Regions from separate parts of the Mus musculus genome. Here region 1 is linked to region 2. A link is a contact called in public Hi-C data. All regions are on one chromosome and are shown on one strand. Each heading gives the region's core, a stretch centred on a gene start, on an enhancer-like site or on the middle of the called end of the contact. The rest is flanking DNA. Distances are from core to core; before and after follow the strand shown. Region 1 holds the start of Rhbdd2 (rhomboid domain containing 2). Region 2 holds the start of Stx1a (syntaxin 1A (brain)).

The links. Hi-C and Micro-C count contacts between places; a contact is called where the count stands out from the background.
Region 1: a contact with region 2 is called in a Hi-C map of CD4 T cells, with 6 times the contacts expected there. The contact joins the promoter of Rhbdd2 here to the promoter of Stx1a in region 2. A contact is called at or near these places in 1 of 39 promoter capture datasets (pre-B cells) and 1 of 484 Hi-C or Micro-C datasets (CD4 T cells).

What each region holds. Positions count from the first base shown.
Region 1 is chr5:135,631,364-135,634,273 of GRCm38.p6, reverse strand. Rhbdd2 (rhomboid domain containing 2) reads right to left here and starts at 1,620. Exons shown (of 4, transcript NM_146002.2): 1 at 1,356-1,620. The coding sequence starts at 1,533.
Region 2 is chr5:135,021,958-135,024,813 of GRCm38.p6, reverse strand. It overlaps Stx1a (syntaxin 1A (brain)), which reads right to left and starts at 1,332. Exons shown (of 10, transcript NM_016801.4): 1 at 1,204-1,332. The coding sequence starts at 1,233.

The DNA.
Region 1 (2,910 bases), core at 371-2,870, 610 kb before region 2:
GCAGGAGGATCATGGCTCTGAGGCTACCCTGGACTACATAATGAAGCCTGGCCATACTGGTGTAAATAAATAGCAAGCCCCTTTGTTTCAAAGTAAACAAAACGAAAACAAAAAAACAAAACCAACAAAAACAAACAAAACAACAAAAACAAAAAACAAAAACCCAGAAAGAAAAAGAGTGCGTGCCTGTCTACACTGGCATTTAGCTGACTGTAAGTGCTACATGTATCCAAAAAAGGGGGAAAAGAAAATTTCAGCTTTAAGCAGGAAACCATTACATCCTATCAGAATATCTCCAGAAGTTTGGTTATTTGCTGGATATGTCCCAAATTGAAATTTTACTGGTAAATATGAAAAAATTCTACATACAACTCTCTAAGATTTAGGTAGCTGACGAGATGGCTCAACAGGCTGAGGTAGGTCCTGCCAATCCCAAAGACCCGAGTTTGATTCCCAGGACCCACATGGGGGAAGAAGAGAAAGACTCCGGTCAGGTTGTCCTCTGACTTTCACAAGAGTGCACACAAGCATATAAATAATGTGTCACATATGTATACCTCTATCTAAAGATGTGGAGATTATATACCCAAAGCCCTAGTTTTAAATCACCATACTAAAAACAAAGTGCGGGGCTCCTATCTCAATATTATGATGTGTTAGCTCTGCGAATCTCTGTATTCAACCTCAATTTCTGGTAAACAGGCAATTTAATATGGCCTGTCATGAAATCACAGCGAGGATTACATGAAATGAACGCGCAGGCCTCTGTTAACGTTAGAAGCAACAGGGATTTCCCAGGAAAGAATGAGGAAGAAACAAAGACTAAGAATCCTGTCTTTTACAAAGGGATGATTACCAGACTTAATTAGTTTGAGAAATTTCTCTCCTCTGAGAAAACAAACACTTTACCAGCTCCTTCTGTGAGCTGGGATTAGGAGTCAGGATTAAGGTAAAGACGCAGCAGAAAATTCTAGAGTCAAGAGGAAAAGCCATCCATTGGGTTGACAGTAGACAATTGTCACGATAAAGGTGAGAAACGTTTGGTTTGTTCCTGTGGGGCTCGGGCCGTCAGCAGATGGGGTTTGTGTTTATAAAACGTGAATGGCTTAGGAAGTGTGTTCACCCTCGAGATCAAAGAATGAATGGATCTGGGGTAACATGGAAGGGGGCGATTGTGGGTAGAGAAGGAGTTGGCGGAAATGATCCGGCTTTGGACAAGACATGCTGGAGCTCCAAGTGGGGAGAATGGTGGTGGGCACGGAGGTCTGGGGTTGGCTGGCAGTGAGGCTGGAGATCAGGGACCGGGGAGTCTGCGGGCTGAGGAAGCGCGCCATCCCCGCCCCGCCTCTTCTCACCTTGCCAGTTGCGCAGGGCCTCGGAGCGCAGAGACAGCCCCGAGGGCGCCAGAGGCGGCTGCAGCAGGAACAGGCGGGGGCCCGACACCAGCAGCGAGAGCAGGGCGGTGAAGAATGTGGCGGAGGGCACCTCGGGACACGAGCACCAGAAGCGACTCGCGGGGCCCGGGGCCGCCATGGCCGCGAGCCCTTCCAGCGTGCGGCCTCGGTACTCCCCGCCTCCCTCCTCAATTTCCGCCTCCTTGCGGCGGTCTCCCCTGGCAACAGCGGAAGACTGGCCTCTCCTCAAGCACCGCCCCATGGGGGGGTGGGGGTGGGGGAAGGCCCAATCCCGTGGAGTCCTCCGCTCTTACCCGCCCAAAGGAGGCCGGGAGTTGTAGTTCCAGCTTACCTACGGGTGTTGTGCGGGCTGCCGCCTCAGGAGTATTCTTGCCTAGACCTCAGCTTCCTTCTTCTTGATTTTTAATTAAAAACAAACAAACAAACAAACAAACAAACAAGCAAAACCAAAAAAACATTTGATTACATCTGTTTGAGTGTGAGAGAGGGGCATGTGCGTGCAACGCGCGTGGAGGGTAGATGAAAACTTAAGGTTGAGTTTATCATCTCCTTCCACCTCTGGGTCCTGGGAATAGAACTTGGGTAATCAGGCTTGGCAGCAGTGCCTTTACCCACTGAGTCATCTCTTTAGCCCTTTTTATTTTTCTTTTTTTCTTTTCTTTTTTTTTTTAGATTTTATTTGCGTTTGGCTCAGTGAGAGAAGGTGTGGAGGTGCACACACAAACACCTTTACTCTCAGCCATCTCAAAGGCTCCCTTTAAAAATTTTAATCAACCTATATTTATTATACCAAGTAATGGTTTCATTATGGCATTTTCTTACATGTGTATAATGTACTTTGATCATATTTTATCGGGGCTCCATTACCCCCTCTTGCCTTCCCATCTTAGTTTCTCTTTTGCTTCCATGTTTCTTTTCTTTTCTCTTCTTTCCTTCTTTCTTCCTTCCTTTCTTTCTTTCTTTCTTTCTTTCTTTCTTTCTTTCTTTCTTTCTTTCTTTTTAAATTTTTGCGACCCAGTGAGTTTCATTAAAGTCGCTTTCAGGAGCAAATGTCTCTCCTCCCAACAGCCATTAACTACTAGTAGATCCTCATTGAGGGAGAGGGGTCTTGAAAAACATTTCTTCCTCTTGCTTTTGGCTTTTACACAAATTTGACTCTGAACTCTGGGTCTCCATCTCCAGAAAGCAGGGATTTTAGATGTGCACCACCTCCCTCAGTTTATGCAGTAATGAGGCTCGAACCCAGGGACTCCAGCATGCTACCAACTGAACTATGCTTTCAGCCGGGTCCTTCTCACTGTAATGGTATGACGTCGTGAGGACCACGGAGCCCTATTCTCCCACAGACTTGTGTTTGTCTCTGTCCTGCCAAAGAGGAAACTGAGTCTATGGGGATCCCTGAGGGATACAGTTCAATAGCAAAGAAAGAATTAAAACTTGGTTCTTCCTGCCTGAATTGGCCAAGAAGACAGAGCCAGCACTTTCTGGAGCTGGA
Region 2 (2,856 bases), core at 83-2,582:
TCTGTTTCCTTTGAAATAGATGAGGCACTGGGCATCCAGCCAGGAATAATACAGGTCTGAAGGCATGTGGGGGTCGCTTGCAGGTCAGGAACAGGATGAAGGCTAGACTGGAGAGCATAGATATGGCTGGTATTATGGTAGAGGGATCCAGGCACAGATGGAGAAGCTAGGCAGAAATCACAGCCATTAGGTCAAAAGCCCCAAAACAAAACTTTCTATGAAGGGCTGTAAGTGGGGCACAAGATGAGAGGGATCTAGGACGCCACCCAGCTTGGGGGGACACCCAGAAATCAACGGGTGGGGTTTGCTGAGGAATCAGATATGACAATCTGATGTGGCGCCCTTATTTAACCCTCTCACGGGAGAGCTTAATTTCTGTCCCTCTAGGGTCTGAGGCCAGAGAAGGGCACTCCCCTGTGTTAAAAGTGGGGTCTCATGATTGAAGGATCATGGGCTCTGACTTAGAACCTTTCTACTGCCTTCTACTCATCTCGAAACCCCGCCCTAAGAGCCACACCCCAGAGGCCTCTCTCACACAGGTAGGAAAATAGATCCAGGTCGCAGTTAGACCTGGCAATCCGGGAAGGGTCTGGGAAATGACAGCCTGGGTTGCCTGGAAGCCCAAAGGTGGACCAAGGGTAGATATGGTTGAGTCCTTTAATCCAGAGCAAGCCGGGTATCCCTAAAGCGACCAGGGTGGATCGGGAGCCACAGGTGATGGGAGCCACAGGTGATGGGGAGCCCCAAGAGACGGCTCCCGCAGAGGCCACCCCCACCCGGCGGCCTCGTTTCCGCAGCGCGCCCAAGGATGGGGTTGGGAGGGGAACTCTGGGCAGGGGGGTGGGAAGGAAACGAGAGGTTCAGCCTCCAGGGGACAGTGCAAGGACGGTGACAAGCGGGCGAAGAACGGTCACGATTTTGCATCCCGCCACCGAAACCCCTTAACAGCCCTCCAAATCGCCCCAAACAGGAACGCCCTGAAAAGTTCCTCAAAACCCCAGGTTCTAGCCATCAGTCCCGGTGCTGAAGGGCTCGAGTCCGTGACCAGAAGTAGATCGGAGGGGTGGGACTCCCATGGGGGTTCGAGGGTCCCTCAGCTTTGCAAGGCTCCCTCCGTCCCCTTGTAGGTGCCTCGGTGGCATGCCGGAACAAAGTGGAGAATTACAAGACGCCGGGTGAGCGGCGCACGAGGATCGGACTCACCGTGCGGAGCTCCTGGGTTCGGTCCTTCATGCTCCCGGGAGTGGCAGTAGGCGCCGGCTGCAACCGAGTAAGTCCCGCATGCGCGGATGCCGCCCCGCGGCTGCGCAGCGCCAGCCCGCGCCCCGCCCCAGTCCCTGGGACCCCCAAGCCCAACCCCAGCTGGCCACGCCCATCATGCTTCCACGCCCGGATATATCCCGCCCAGGGCTCCGCCTACGGGGAGCGCAAAGGGGTACAAACCCAGCCCTCGGGACCTGGTTCCTCCCCTCGTCAACTAGTGATCTCTGTCTAGATGCAGCTCCAACTCCTTGGCCCTTCTCTGCCCCAGCCCCCACCTCTGCTCAGCCACCCATTATCTAGATAGACCCTGGATTCTGACTCTTAGAGTCCTTCCTTTCCCCTGGATTTGCTGGAGTGGAACCCTTTCCACTTTGTTCAATGATAGTCTCACTGTGTAGCCCAGGCTAGCCTTGAACACCTGCTCCTACCTCAGCCACAGGAGTACAGGTTTTGCAGACATGAGCCTCAATGCCAGGTTTGAAAATCCCTTCTTGAACCGACCCCCGGCAACCCCCTCCAACCACCCATCCTGTCCTGAGATGGCTGAACAGGTAAAGATGCTTGCCACTAAGCTTAAAGATCTGAGTTCCAGCGGGGTGATGATAGCACATGTCTTTAATCCTAGTAGGCAGATCTCTGAGTTCAAGGCCAGCCTGACCTACAGAGCAAGTTCCAGGACAGCCAAAGGTACGCAGAGAAACTCTGTCTTGAAAAATAACAAACAAACAAACAAACAAACGATTGGAGTTCTAGCCCTGGGCCCCACGTGACTGAAGAAGAGCATTGGATTCTGTAAATTGTCCTCTGACCGCCACATGAGTGAGCTCCGTGCTTCACATATATGCAACCACACGATGGAGGCAGGAGGCACATGGCCAAGTGAATATAAAGTAAAATAAAGCCCTCTCTGTAGTGGTCAATTCTAAACCTTCCCACCTTTCTGAGCACCCCCCTGTCTCCAGACCGGGTTGCTGCCTCTTTACTCTCCCCAGAGTTTCTCAGCTCACCTGTTCGATTCAATTTGACTGCCTTTCTCTTTACACACAATACATACATACATACATACATACATACATACATACATACATACATACACAAACAAATAAATGAAATGTTTAAGATATTTAAAAGGAAAAAAAAAAAAAGCTTGCCACCCCCACCCCTCCATGCCTCCAGCCCGGAGTTCAAATGCCAGGCCTGACGTCTTATTTCCTGTGTGGAAGCTGTAGGCTGTTCAAACCTAGGCCCAGTGGAAAGATCTCAGTGGTCCCTGCAGAGCAACGTGAACGGTATGCTGGTCCCTGTAGAGCAACGTGAAGAGCCTGCCGGTTGGCAGACATGTACCTTTTAGCTTCCTGCCAGCATCTTGTTACAGAGTACACACACACACACACACACAGACACACACACACACAAGTGGTCTCAGGCTTTCTTGACCCCAAGCCAAGCACACCCACACCTCCTTGTACACTAGAGTTACCAAGGCACGGTTCTGGATTGGATCCAGCCTCCTGCTGCCCAGTGTGTCTGGCCCTGGCACCTCTCCCAGACTTTCAGTGCAGGTTAGATGGCTGGCTGACAGGCACGCTGGGA